Linked DNA regions of Sus scrofa: all the other regions are linked to region 1. Evidence: chromatin contacts called from public Hi-C, HiChIP or PLAC-seq and promoter capture Hi-C data. All regions are on one chromosome and are shown on one strand. Each heading gives the region's core, a stretch centred on a gene start, on an enhancer-like site or on the middle of the called end of the contact. The rest is flanking DNA. Distances are from core to core; before and after follow the strand shown. Region 1 has its middle 68 kb from the start of LRRC74A. Region 2 has its middle 17 kb from the start of MIR9860. Region 3 overlaps LOC106504515 (a long non-coding RNA gene). Region 4 holds the start of IRF2BPL (interferon regulatory factor 2-binding protein-like).

Region 1 (2,975 bases), core at 221-2,720:
ACTAGCTGTTGACATGCGCACAGAAAGTGGTCTCTTTGTTCAGCTCATTTTAATTTTTGTCATTTGCTCTACTCTCTTAATTTCCACCCCTGCCCTGCATCGTTGCATGTCAAAACCATCAGGAACCGTGGAGCCGGCCTTGTCTGCATTTTAGGTCTAAGGACCCTGAGCCCAGACGAATATTTTTCTTGTGGCTGGTGGGCGCCTCGCCGAGCCTGCTAATCCGGGCTGGCCACCGCTCATCCCTCGAGGCAGGGTACCCGGCCTTCCTTAGCAACCGCCGCTGAATCATGGCAGAGAGCTCTTGCTCGTGGGATCTGGCCCCCTGGGTGGGTCCCTGTAAAGAAGCCATACTTGAGAGCCTGGCAGGGCTGGCGAGAGGAAGCACGTGGGCTCTGTGCTGGCACAGGGCCGTCTGCCCCTCCGCCCCCGCGAGAACCCGTGACAAACAACCTTGCCTGGTGCCCAAGCGCCTGCCAAGCCCTGTAGCAGTAAAACCCTGGCAGCCTCAGCAAGGAGTCCAATTTCAGCCCAGCGGGTGGGGAAACCAAGGCAGCAAGAGCCCAGTGTGACCAAGCTCACGCACAGGGCTGACAACCAGAGGCCAGGCGTCCAGGGCTGCACGCTGAGCCCTGAGCCCTTGGGCCACCCTAGCCAAGGCTCTGGGCCTGGCACAGAGCGGGAACAAATGTTTCCCAGATTCCTGTCGGCAGCGGAGCCCAGAGAAAGGCCCAGAGCTTTCCATCCATGAGTCCTCACTGTGGTCCCCTCTCTCCAAGGGAAATAGAACCTCTGAGCCCCCACCCCCACCCCAGGAGCCCCCTGGGGCATCAGGTCCAGGCCCGGAATCCAGCTTAGAGCATTCCAGCTCCCAGCTGAGTGCCTGGAACAGCAGACATCAAAAACCTGGCAGGCGGAGGAAGAAGGGAAGATTAGATCATTCCAGCAGAATGAAGGCAGCGGAGAAACGGAGGGGGGTGGAGGGACAGAGGCCAAGAATGTTTCAAGGCAACCTGAAAACTCCTTGAGATTAAAGCAGGCCCAGACACTGGCGGTTTCCCCACGGCCTGAGTTACTGGCCGAGAAAACCTGGCGTGTCTCCGCCCTCCTGGTGTGTGTGTGGGCGGGGGGGGGGGGGGGGGGCTGGTCCACACATGTGTGCAGTGTGGGTACCGAAGGGTTACGAAGGCCAGGGGAGCAGTGCACACGTGTTCGGTGCTCTGTGTGCAGACACACATTTAGGCACAAAACCCACCTGTGCAGGTATTCACAGGAGTGGGTACATGTGTTTGCGTGCAGTCCCCAAACATGTTTTCACCAAGCTCAAGGAGAAGCAATCAGTCATCTCCGAGGAATCTTAGCAACAGCCATCCCCAGAAAAGGCTCCTGCCAACTGGAGCTGCGATGAGTCAGCAGAGGCGGCCGTGGGAGGCGGAGAGCTCTCACCCCGGAGCCGGCCTCCCCCTCCCCCGGCCTGGCCGCCTCGCCTGGGTCACTGCTTTGGCACCGATGTCCCAGCACACATTCCTGGAACTGGCCAGCACAGGCCGCTCAAGGGTTTTTCCCTCCTCCTCCCTCTCCTCTCCTCGCCCATTCTGTCCCGCCCCACACCCGCCCTTTTATTTTTCCTTCTTGCTGCAAAACCAAAACACCGCACTCTCGAGTTCAAGAACTGCAGCCAGATGGCAGGAACCGGCGGTGGAGAGGTTGGGACCAGGAGCTGCCGGGGCCCAAGGAGGCTGGGGGTTGAGGATGCCTCCTGTCTGGCTGCCAAGGGCCCTACTGGGGACTGCTGAGTTGGGCTTAAGTCCTGAGGGGGCTAAAGTGTCATTGCCTGGGGCTCCAGGGAACACGAGTTCAAGTGGTGGCTCCACGGTATCTCCCTCTGCCCCTAGCAGAGCCCGAGGTTGCGAACACAGATGAAGGGCGGGCGGAGGGTGAGCAGAGGAAGAGAAGCACCAAGATTAATCACGGCTCTATTGCCTGAGTGCGTGTTCATTTTATCTACCCAGCAGCCCTTGGAGTGGTAGAATTATCTCCGTTTACAGATGGGGAGATGGAGGTGTAGACAGGTAAAGGGATTTGGCCCAAGGTCACGCAGCTATTAGCAATGGAGCTGGATGGAATGAAACCCGGCTGGAGCCGCCTCGGGGGCTTTAACGGACAGACCACACAGCCTTTCTTTCTTCCCAGGCTTCACCTACCCTGCGTGTGCCAGGATCACTGCACCTACAAAAACTAAATACAATAAAAACAAAAAAGCCTGGTGCTGTCCCTGCTCCCTCTCCCCTCCCAAGCAAATCAGATCTGGGTGAAAAGCCATCTGCAACCTCAGCAGCGGCGGTGGAAGCAGGGGCAGGAACAGCCTGGCCCAGCCTGAATCCCTGGCCTCTTTACTGGAGGCAGGAAATGAATAAAAGCTAAATGAGTTTGAAAATGCCAGGAGGCAGTGTTTATCCCCTTCTCCCTCCCCCTCCCCTGGCAAGGACCGTGTATAGTTACAGTTTAATCTTGGAAATGCCAGACAGCTGTTCCCCGTTGCTAAGAGACTGGCCCACATTATGCAGATGTCAGGGACCTCAAATGTCTGCCGGAAATTACAGATCATGTTGGAGGAGCAGAGGGGCCTTCTCTCGGCTGGGGAAGCGCAGCGGGAGACCCCCGAAGGGGGTGTGGATCGCAGGAAGGAGGGGCCCACCCCTTCCGGGTCTCCCCCTCGAAGGCTCTGGATCCGTCACTGTGCCCTCTCTGCTGCCCTGGCTCCCTCCACCCCACCCCCACCAGGTCTTCCTCCTTTGATGGCTCTGCTGATGCCCATTCTACCCACCCCCCCACTGCAGTTTTCCTTCTGGGGCATCTTTCTTCACTCCAGTGTCTCTCTATTTGTCAGGTAACCTTCCCTTCCACCAGGATGCCCCTGAGCTGGCTAGCGATGAGCTGGGAGGAAAGATCAACCCCACCCTAGGAGGAGGGGG
Region 2 (2,903 bases), core at 145-2,644, 100 kb after region 1:
GCTTGAGGGGCAAGTGGGGGCAGGGGGAGCCTGGAGGAGGCGGGGAGCAGAAGCTGCAGACGCAAGCTCAGCCCCCTTTGCAAAGGCTCTCTTCCCCTTGGAAGCTGGTTCCAGGCCCCTTTCCCTCCACCTGTCTTCTGGCCTGTGCTTCCTGCTTGGCCCCTCCCCTGCCCAGCCAGGTTCAGCACAGCCCAGCTTCCCAGCCCTGACCTTCAATTCCACCCACCAAATACTTCCTTAGATTTTTCTATGCAAGATGCTATATTCCTGCTAGCGGCTGAGGGATGAAAGAGAGACAAAGAACAGCAAAATAAGAGTAGAAAGGACCTCAAAATGATTTTTGAACTTTTTTTTTTTAGGACCACACCTGTGGCATCTAGAAGTTCCCAGGCTAAGGGTCGAGTAGGAGCTGCAGCCGCCAGCCTACACCACAGCCACAGCAACACCGGATACCAGCCGAGTCTGTGACCTACACCACAGCTCACAGCAACGCCGGATCCTTAACCCCCTGAGCAAGCCAGGGATCAAACCTGCATCCTCATGGATGCTAGTCAGTCTTGTAACCCACTGAGCCACAATAGGAACTCTGGTTTTCAAACTTCTCTCAGCCTCAGAAACTTCTCCCACTCCCCTTCACAAAAACCCATGTATTTAAGAAAGAAAAAAAGCGAGATTGCTACCATTGAGTTCAGTGCAGGGCCTGGTCCACTCCGGCCAGAGGCCAACTCCACAGACAGAGTCTGAGAAGCCCTGATCAAGACCAGAGGGGAAACGGAGGCCCGAGGAAGTAGAGTGACCTTCCTGAGACACCCTGCAAGTTAGTGGTTCTGCCAAGTTCAAATTCAGGTGTCTGCGCGCCTGGCCCAGTGCCCTCTCCATTGTACTGCCCTACCCCTTGGCACTTGTCTCAAAGATCTGCTGGGAAGAAGAGGCAAGTCAACCTGGAACAGAGTGCATGGGCTCCGGGCCAGTTAAAGAGCGATGATTCCACTGCAGGGAGAGAAGCCTTCACCACAGAGGGTCAGGAGACTGGATGCATCCTAGGTCAGGACGGGCAGGGTTTGACACGGAGCATGGAGGGGATGTGTGGGAAAGAGGCAATTCCAGGCCCTGGAGAACATGATCAGTTAATGCCTGAAGAAAGCCTGGCAGCTCAGAGATCTGCCCACCCTGGCTCTGCCACTACAAGCGAGGTGACCTTGGGTCAGAGGCCTCCCCCGTCTGGGTTTGCTTCCTTGCATGTAAAATGGCAGATGGGGTGGGCTAGCTGGTCCCACTGTGACATGTCCTGACCCCTTGTCTCCTCCCAAGAGGTTGGCTCTCCCTTACCCACCACCACTACCAACGTCACCACCTAGGACACTCCCTGGTGTGTGCCAGGTGGCTGGAATTGATACCAAGAGGAAGTGTCCTGGGGTGCCCCATCAGAGCAGCATGGAGCTGGCAGGCCTGCTCAAGGGGCCCGCCCAGAGCTTTGGGGAACAGTGACAAAACACAAGGAGGAGGCAGGAGCCGAGGCAGAACTAGGGCAGGAACTATTCCTCTTCTGGGAAGGGTCCTTTCCAACCCAGCCCTCTCTGGAGGCCCAGGCCTCATTCAGTGCCCTCTCCCATGCCCACCACCTGGGAGCAGAAAGGGGAGGTCTGGAGGGTAGGGGTGATATGCCACTTAGCCCCAAACCTCAGTATTCCCTCCCCCCCCCCTTTTTTTAGGGCCGCACCAGTGGCATATGGAGGTTCTCAGGCTAGGGCTTGAATCAGAGCTGCAGCTGCCAGCCTACACCACAGTGTCTGCGACCTACACCACAGCTCACGGCAACACCAGATCCTTAACCCACTGAGTGAGGCCAGGAATCGAACCTACGTCCTCATGGATGCTGGTCAGATTCGTTTCCGCTGAGCCACGAGGGGAACTCCTTCCAGCTTCTTAAATGAGGTAAAAGTAGACACTTGGTACTCTTATTTGTAAAAGTGATCATTTCAGTATCTTAGATGGTGAAATGAGATCATGCTTGTCAAGTGCCTGGCCTGGTGTCTGGTATAGGAACCACTTAGTAAATATTAGATCCTATTCGTTGCCGAGGGGGCTGCCTGTTAGGGAAAACTACACAGTGTAAAGGCTCCTGACATTAAATGGGCTGGTTGGAGTAGTGCCCCTGTATGTGCAACCCACGCTCAACTACAGGAGGGGGACTGGGGAAGTTGGTGAGAAGCCCACTAGAAACAATGTGTGTGCGCCCCCTGCTGGCCGTGAGCAAAGATGCAGGCCTGCCCGCTCAGGCGATGAAGGGGGTGGTTGTTAGCACGACCCGCTGCTGCCTGGTGGTTGGAACCCAGTATTCCAGAGTACCCATAAGGTGTCACCCACCTGGCAATGCGCCAGGTTTTTGGAGGGAGGACTGACAGTGAGCGACAGACAAAATGAGTGGAAAGGTAAGCTAGCTTTTTGGAGCCAATTAGATTTAGAGTCAACCAGGCATCAGTTCAAGCTCAGAGACCACCCCAGAACCAACCGCCTGTGTCGGATTCAGCAGTGAGCAAAGTTCCTTGCATCTGGGACTTGGAGTGTGTGCGGTGACCTTGGATAGGCCATATAATGCCTCTGAGCTTCAGTTTCCTCATCTGTAACATGTCAGGCTCCTCTACTCCTTCCCCCCATTCCAGAAGGTAGAGACCCCGGGTCTGGATCCCAAGGCCTCTGTCATCTGGGGGGAGTTGGAAGTCACCACCAACAGCTGTGTCTTCTCAAGGGAAACCTCATCCCTCTGAACCTGGGCTGTGGCTCTGCTTTATTCGGAAGGGACCGTGTCACCCTCCTGGGGCATGCCAGGCTCCCCAGATTCTCAATGAATTTTTATTAACATCCAACATCACTAACACCTCAATAAATTTCCACTCCCCACG
Region 3 (2,848 bases), core at 73-2,572, 130 kb after region 1:
CTTTCACCACTTGAAAGTGTAAAGTGAGTTGATTTCCAGACCTCGGGCAGGTCCCACCACCCAAGAGTCTGGTTTTCCCAGTAGCAGAGCGCTAGCCTCTGCCCAAGTCCTAGGGCAGCGTGGTGCCCTCCAGCAAATGTGCCTGGGACTTGGGAGGTCCTGTCTGCTGTGCCCTTACTCAGCTCCACCCAGAGTGCTCCCAGGCGGCTGGGCTCTTAGAATAGCTTGGAGGCAGCGCTGTGAGGAGGGGCGCTAGAGTGCAGCCAGCTGGGGGAAATTGCAGGCCTACTGGACCCTCCCTCACCCTCCTCTCCCCCTCCCCCTCCCCAGGATTGAAACTTTCCCCTTGGGGGCTGCTGCAAGACCACCCAAGGGCCAGCAAAGGAGCCAGTGACTGGTGAGCCACAGCCCACAAGGTATGCAGGGTCACATTATACAGAAATAGCAAAAGGGACAAGTTCCAAGTGGGAAATGGCAGATAATGGGACAAGATCTTGAGTCAGCAGAACCTTTATATCAAAATCAATTTAAGTCTGGGAGTTCCCTGGTGGTCTAGTGGTTAGAATGCATTGCTTTCACTGCTGCCCGGTTCAACCTCTGGTCTGGGAACTGAGATCCCACGTCAAGCCACTGCACAGTGTGGCCAAAAAATAAACTAAAATTTAAGGCTAATCTTTCAGGAAAAAAAAGAAAAAAAGCACTAATCTATCTATTACTGTAACTGCAATCATCGTCCAATATCCAAAGCTTCACTTATGTTCATGAATCTAGACAAAATTTGGAAGGTAGGTGGGGGACACCCAGACTTAGAAAGCCTTTGCTGCTGGGGTTGGATCTTTGATGGAGGTCGGTCATGCCTCAAAACCTTTGTTAATGCCAAAGTCATGACCATTTAGTGACACAGGCTGGACTTTCCAAGGACATGATGCAATACAGCATTCCTTTCTTATCATAATAAATCTTTGTGCCAACATTGAATGAACTCCAGGCAGGGGCAGGGGCTCTGCTTTTCCTGGTACCAGGGTTAGTCACTTCCTGCCTCTGCAGGATCCTTCTGGCAAGATCAGGAAAGTGCCAGCAGCAAAACCTGGGTGTCCCTCACTTGGAAAAATAATCCCAAAGATAATAGAGAAATACTCTTTTAAGATATGCTGCATCAATCACTGATGCTCTTGGCATGAAGATTGACATTGTTGGGGAAAACATAGCAATGATTGTGGGATGAAAAATGGTTCAGAAGGATCGGCTGCCTGACGTCAGTGAGCACACACAGTCACTAGGCACAGGCAGTCCCCTTGTCTCTGGCCCTAGAGGACTGGCCTCACCAGGCTGGGTTGTTTTCCACTGGCCTTCAGACAAAGTTATGTATCAACATGTGTTCGGTCAGTTGCAGGCTGTGCTGAAGACACACCATGTGTGGGTGCAGAGCCATCCCTGGAAAGACCCCACCCCACTAGTCTTACTAGTCAGCTAGTAAAAGCCACATAGATGTGACAGCTGCTGCGAATTCCTCCAGCTTGCCCTTAGAGAATAACTGACCCTTGACAGTTTGTAAAGCACTTTTGCCTGTTTTCACTTGTTCCATCCTCACCACCCTGAAAAGGAAGGCAGATGTTAGCAGCACTCCGTTTTAGCAATGAAAAGAGCAGCTCTGAGAGGTAAAGGGACTTAATCAGGAGACCCTGGGTTGTCACAAAGCCTGGATTTATTTGACTGAGATCTTTAATGCCACATCCTGGGATCTGTCCACCATACCATGAAGTCTACTTTCAGGGAAATCGCATTTCTATCTTGGTCTTTTGCATGATCTGGATCTAGCTTGTTTTGTGTTCGTTGTTTTCTGTTTGTTTGTTTTGGGGTTTGTTTTTGTGCTAAGGATGTTTCCAGTCTACAATGAAAATTCTGGTAGAGCCAGAACCCCATTTGACCGCAAACATTGCAGACACTTTCTGCTCAATGATGTTCTCACAGATTGCCCACGAGATAGCCTGGTTCATGCATCGTATCCCTTATGGAAGCAGGGGGTGCTTTTAAGAAGGGGGTGGGTAGTCTTCACCTCATTTTCAAGTTATACAAGAAACCCTCAGTATACTTGGGTTTTCTGAACCATGGGATGGAGTTGACAGAACACCACCAACTACCCCCCCACCCAAGTATTAGTATCTATTTGCCTCCATTGGCACATTTTTGTTATTTTTTATTGAAGCAGAAGGGTTTTGAGTTTTCTTCAGTTTGTTTTGTTTGGGTGCCAAATTCTGTGGGGAGAGCATAATTTTCTAAGGGCGAGCTGAAGGAATTCAGGAGAGGCATGGAGGGTTGTGAGCTGCCACCCCCAACTTGCCTGGGAGACTCATTTCCAGCCCCCGGGAGGGACAGATTAGGATGATAAATGGAGAGAGGAGTCATCATGTAAGAAGCGACTAAAGATACAAGTGGTTCTGCCTTGGGACCCAGGCAGCAAGGGGCCGCCATTCGGGGAGAAGACCATCTGTTGCCCACTGCTCCATCCTGCCCTCATACCAGCAAGTTAGTGGTACAGAGTGGTCCCAGGAGACAATGCCATGTCCAGGCAACAGGAGTGATTGCTACAAGAACACATGTGTGTACCCCTTTTTTCTCTTTCTTTTTAGGGCCACACCTGCGCATATGGAGGTTCCCAGGCTACGGGTCAAATACAAGCTGTAGCTGCAGGCCTACACCACAGCCAAGGCAATGTCAGATCTAAGCCAAGTCTGGGACCAACACCACAGCTCACAGCAATGCCAGATCTTTTTTTTTTTTTTTTTTTTTTTTTTGTCTTTTTGCCTTTTCTAGGGCAGCATCCATGGCATATGGAGGTTCCCAGGCT
Region 4 (2,812 bases), core at 120-2,619, 82 kb after region 1:
AGATTGTCTCCGGGACGAGGACACCTGCGCCGCCGACATGATGCCGGCCCTGGGGAAGGTAGGCCCCCGCCCGGGCTGTCTCCGCGGCGCCTTCTCCTCCCGGAGGGCTGGCCGGCTGGGGAGGGAGTCTGGCTGCGGGGGAGGGAGGGGGGGCGAGAAAGTTCTGCCCCAGGGGCTGGAGGGAGCGCGAGTCTCCACCGCCGGCGCAGCGCCTCTCCGCGGGGGCTCCAGCGCCTGGGCGGCGGACGAGTCCAGCCCGCTCCTCGCCCCCACCTCCTACTGCGGCTGTCTCGTCGGGAGGGTAGCTCAGGCGCCTTCTTCCTGGTGTCGCGGACCTGGACTGGAAGCTCCGGGCCCGGGGGGAGGGGGCGAGGGTGCCGGGTGCTGGCCGCTGTGGGTTCTTGGCCCCCTCCCCGGAGTGGCTGGTGCGTGGAAGCTCGAAAGGGGCTGTCTCTTCCTCTCCTCTTGGAGGGGGGGCGCCCTACGACCTGCGTCCTCTCCCCGCCAGGCTCCCTGGGGCGAAGGCTATAGAGGGTTCAGTGCCACCCGGTGCCCGGGTCCAATCTTGCTGAAGTCGCTGCTTCCCGGGAGGGCCGGGGGAGGGGTTGGCAGCCGAGAGAGGAGCTTCTCCCCTCCGCAGCGTCGGCCGTTCCGCTGGCGGCGGCTGGGTTTGCACGGCCGGAGGGAGCCGCCGCGGCCACTGCTTCCAGGATGCACGCGAGCAGAGTAGAGGAGTGCACGCACGCAGGCTCCCGCCGCCCCCAGGCCTGGCGGGCGCCCGGGCCGCCGCGGCTGGCGGCGCTCACGTTGGCTGCAGGGCGCTCGCGCGGCGCCTCGGCCCGGGTCGCATCCCTTCCCGCTCACACTCGCCCGGAATGTGGGGTTGTGATTGTTACTCTACGTTCCGGAGGCGCGTCTCGGCGCTCCCGCTCGCGCTGCGGCTCGCGCTGTCCCGGGCTTGGCCGCGCGGGATGCCGCCCGGGCGGAGCGCTGACGTCACCGCCATGCTCTGCACCAGTTCTCCCCCCCTCCCCTTTACACTTCCTCTGTGGAGCCCACTTGTTGCTCGGGAAAGGCGCATGCGCGGCAGAGAGCCCAGATTCCTCCCAGTCGGCCCCTCCTCCGCGCCTCCGCCCTCCCCTCCCCCCTCGCCGTGTGTGTACAACAGCTGAGGCCCCGCGAGCTAAGGCTGGAAGTCCAGGGCTGGGGGTGGAAATTAAACAGACGATGACCTTTCCTTTCCCCGCCCGGCTTTCCCAAGTAAAAACGCATTTAAAAACCACAAGCGTCGTTTCCGATCCCGCTCCCCACCCCACCCCTGGCAGCGGATTTAAATGTCCTGTTTCAAGATTTTCGCCTTGAATTCCACGTAGGTATTATCCATTTCATCGGCAATCAAACCTTTCCCCCCGCCCCCCCTGTGGAGGTCACATCTTTGCTACCACTGATGCCGAAGCACCTGTAAAATTAGCTGTGTTCCAGTCTTCCAAAAATTGCCTTTTCGCTTTGTTTTTGTGCCCTGGTCTAGGAACCTGCGCTTCAACAACGGAGCTAAATGAATTCAGGGGGAGATACCCCTCCCCCAAGCCGCACTCTAAAAATTTTGGCTGAATGTCTAAAGAAGCTATGAGCACCCGGAGGCCTTTAAGGAAAACAGTCCACTGGCTGCACACAGCTGCAGCTGGGGGCAGGGAGGGGGAGGTGCTGGAGAGACCAAACAGGTGAGTGGTTTTTCCGGGTTTGATTTAAAAAAAAAAAAAAAAAGGTGGGCTCAACATTTAATAGTATTGATATCTCTTTGTAAAACAGCCGCAGTTTTCAAAGTTCCTTCTCATGTGCTGTGATTTCATTCCATAGTGCTCCAGAAGGCTGAGCAAGGCCCCCATCACTTCTCATCATTATTGTTGATTGCAGACCAGATGTGTTGGTCATAGGGCTAGTTGGGGCATTTCAATTGATTTTTCTAAGTATTGGGTCTGCTTTCCCCCCACCATGAAAATTGAGACAATCCTGGACAAGGCTGGAGTGGGGGCAGACAATATAATGGAATTTCAGGTTCCGGAGCCTGGCACACTAGGTTGGAATTTCCTCTCTATCACTTACTGGCTTTGTGACCTTGAGTTAGTTACTTACCCTAAGATAATAACATCTGTTTTCCATCTGTAAAATGGGATCAGAGCTCCCAGCTTATTAGAACTGTTTTAAGATTTCATTTTGTTTCTTGTCCTGATGGGAGGCAACTCACTGAGACTTGTTGGAAGCCAGATACTGTTAGGTGGTTTAGTTGCATCATCATTACATTCTCAGTATTATCTGCAAGGTAGATTCTATTATTAACTCTGTTTTACAAGTTCCGAAAGTAGAGAGGTTAAATAAGTTGCCCAAGGTCACACAGCCATTAGAGACAGAACTGGGATCCGAATCCAGAAAAATCTGCTTTGAAAGGTGGCTTTGACAAGCTTAGGTTCTCAGAGATGGTTTGGGAGTGCTCAAAATGTCCATCATGCCCCCCCCCCATTTGTTGCATACAATCTCATGTAAAGTTCTGTGCAAATACATCTTCATAATTAACCCCCCCCATCCTCCCCTTCCAAATAGATTGTGCCACTGAATTCTTCCACATACAGAAGTGGTGGATCTGCCACTGCCCAGACTGTAGCACAGAGTCAGGTTCACAGGAAGTCATCAGAAAGGGTTGGTTATTATTAGTATTGATATTAATATTGGTACTATGACAGATTAACATGTGGAAGTACTTTGTAAATTGCACAGAATGTAGGGATCCCAGCTCTTGTCACTGCTATTACTACTA

Evidence for each region. Promoter capture Hi-C pulls out the DNA fragments that hold promoters and counts their contacts. Hi-C and Micro-C count contacts between places; a contact is called where the count stands out from the background. HiChIP or PLAC-seq counts read pairs in DNA pulled down with a chosen protein or histone mark.
Region 2: a Hi-C map of omental adipose tissue shows a contact between it and region 1, with 4 times the contacts expected there. The contact joins two enhancer-like sites. A contact is called at or near these places in 1 of 5 promoter capture datasets (fetal liver), 26 of 47 Hi-C or Micro-C datasets (adipose tissue, alveolar macrophages, blood and 14 more) and 2 of 2 datasets of contacts at active chromatin or transcription factors (alveolar macrophages and skeletal muscle).
Region 3: a contact with region 1 is called in a promoter capture Hi-C map of liver, with 6 times the contacts expected there. The contact joins two enhancer-like sites. A contact is called at or near these places in 5 of 5 promoter capture datasets (fetal liver, fetal skeletal muscle, liver and 1 more), 16 of 47 Hi-C or Micro-C datasets (blood, embryonic fibroblasts, epiblast stem cells and 10 more) and 2 of 2 datasets of contacts at active chromatin or transcription factors (alveolar macrophages and skeletal muscle).
Region 4: a contact with region 1 is called in an H3K27ac HiChIP or PLAC-seq map of skeletal muscle. The contact joins the promoter of IRF2BPL here to the enhancer-like site in region 1. A contact is called at or near these places in 2 of 5 promoter capture datasets (fetal skeletal muscle and liver), 12 of 47 Hi-C or Micro-C datasets (embryonic fibroblasts, epiblast stem cells, fetal skeletal muscle and 6 more) and 2 of 2 datasets of contacts at active chromatin or transcription factors (alveolar macrophages and skeletal muscle).

The regions. Positions count from the first base shown.
Region 1 is chr7:100,040,736-100,043,710 of Sscrofa11.1, forward strand. No RefSeq gene overlaps it. Among named protein-coding and RNA genes, the nearest start is that of LRRC74A, 68 kb to the left of the region's middle. Within about 2 kb of position 1,471, at least 66 of the 83 cell types and tissues checked have an H3K27ac peak or open chromatin away from gene starts, as enhancers often do. A contact at or near this core is called in adipose tissue, alveolar macrophages, embryonic fibroblasts and 9 more, where this site is marked.
Region 2 is chr7:100,141,872-100,144,774 of Sscrofa11.1, forward strand. No RefSeq gene overlaps it. Among named protein-coding and RNA genes, the nearest start is that of MIR9860, 17 kb to the left of the region's middle. Within about 2 kb of position 1,395, at least 14 of the 83 cell types and tissues checked have an H3K27ac peak or open chromatin away from gene starts, as enhancers often do. A contact at or near this core is called in adipose tissue, alveolar macrophages, embryonic fibroblasts and 4 more, where this site is marked.
Region 3 is chr7:100,168,064-100,170,911 of Sscrofa11.1, forward strand. It overlaps LOC106504515 (a long non-coding RNA gene), which reads left to right. Exons shown (of 4, transcript XR_001298064.2): 3 at 331-416. Among named protein-coding and RNA genes, the nearest start is that of CIPC, 11 kb to the right of the region's middle. Within about 2 kb of position 1,323, at least 22 of the 83 cell types and tissues checked have an H3K27ac peak or open chromatin away from gene starts, as enhancers often do. A contact at or near this core is called in liver, omental adipose tissue and retroperitoneal adipose tissue, where this site is marked.
Region 4 is chr7:100,122,451-100,125,262 of Sscrofa11.1, forward strand. IRF2BPL (interferon regulatory factor 2-binding protein-like) reads right to left here and starts at 1,370. Exons shown (of 2, transcript XM_001928316.6): 1 at 1-1,370. The coding sequence starts at 39.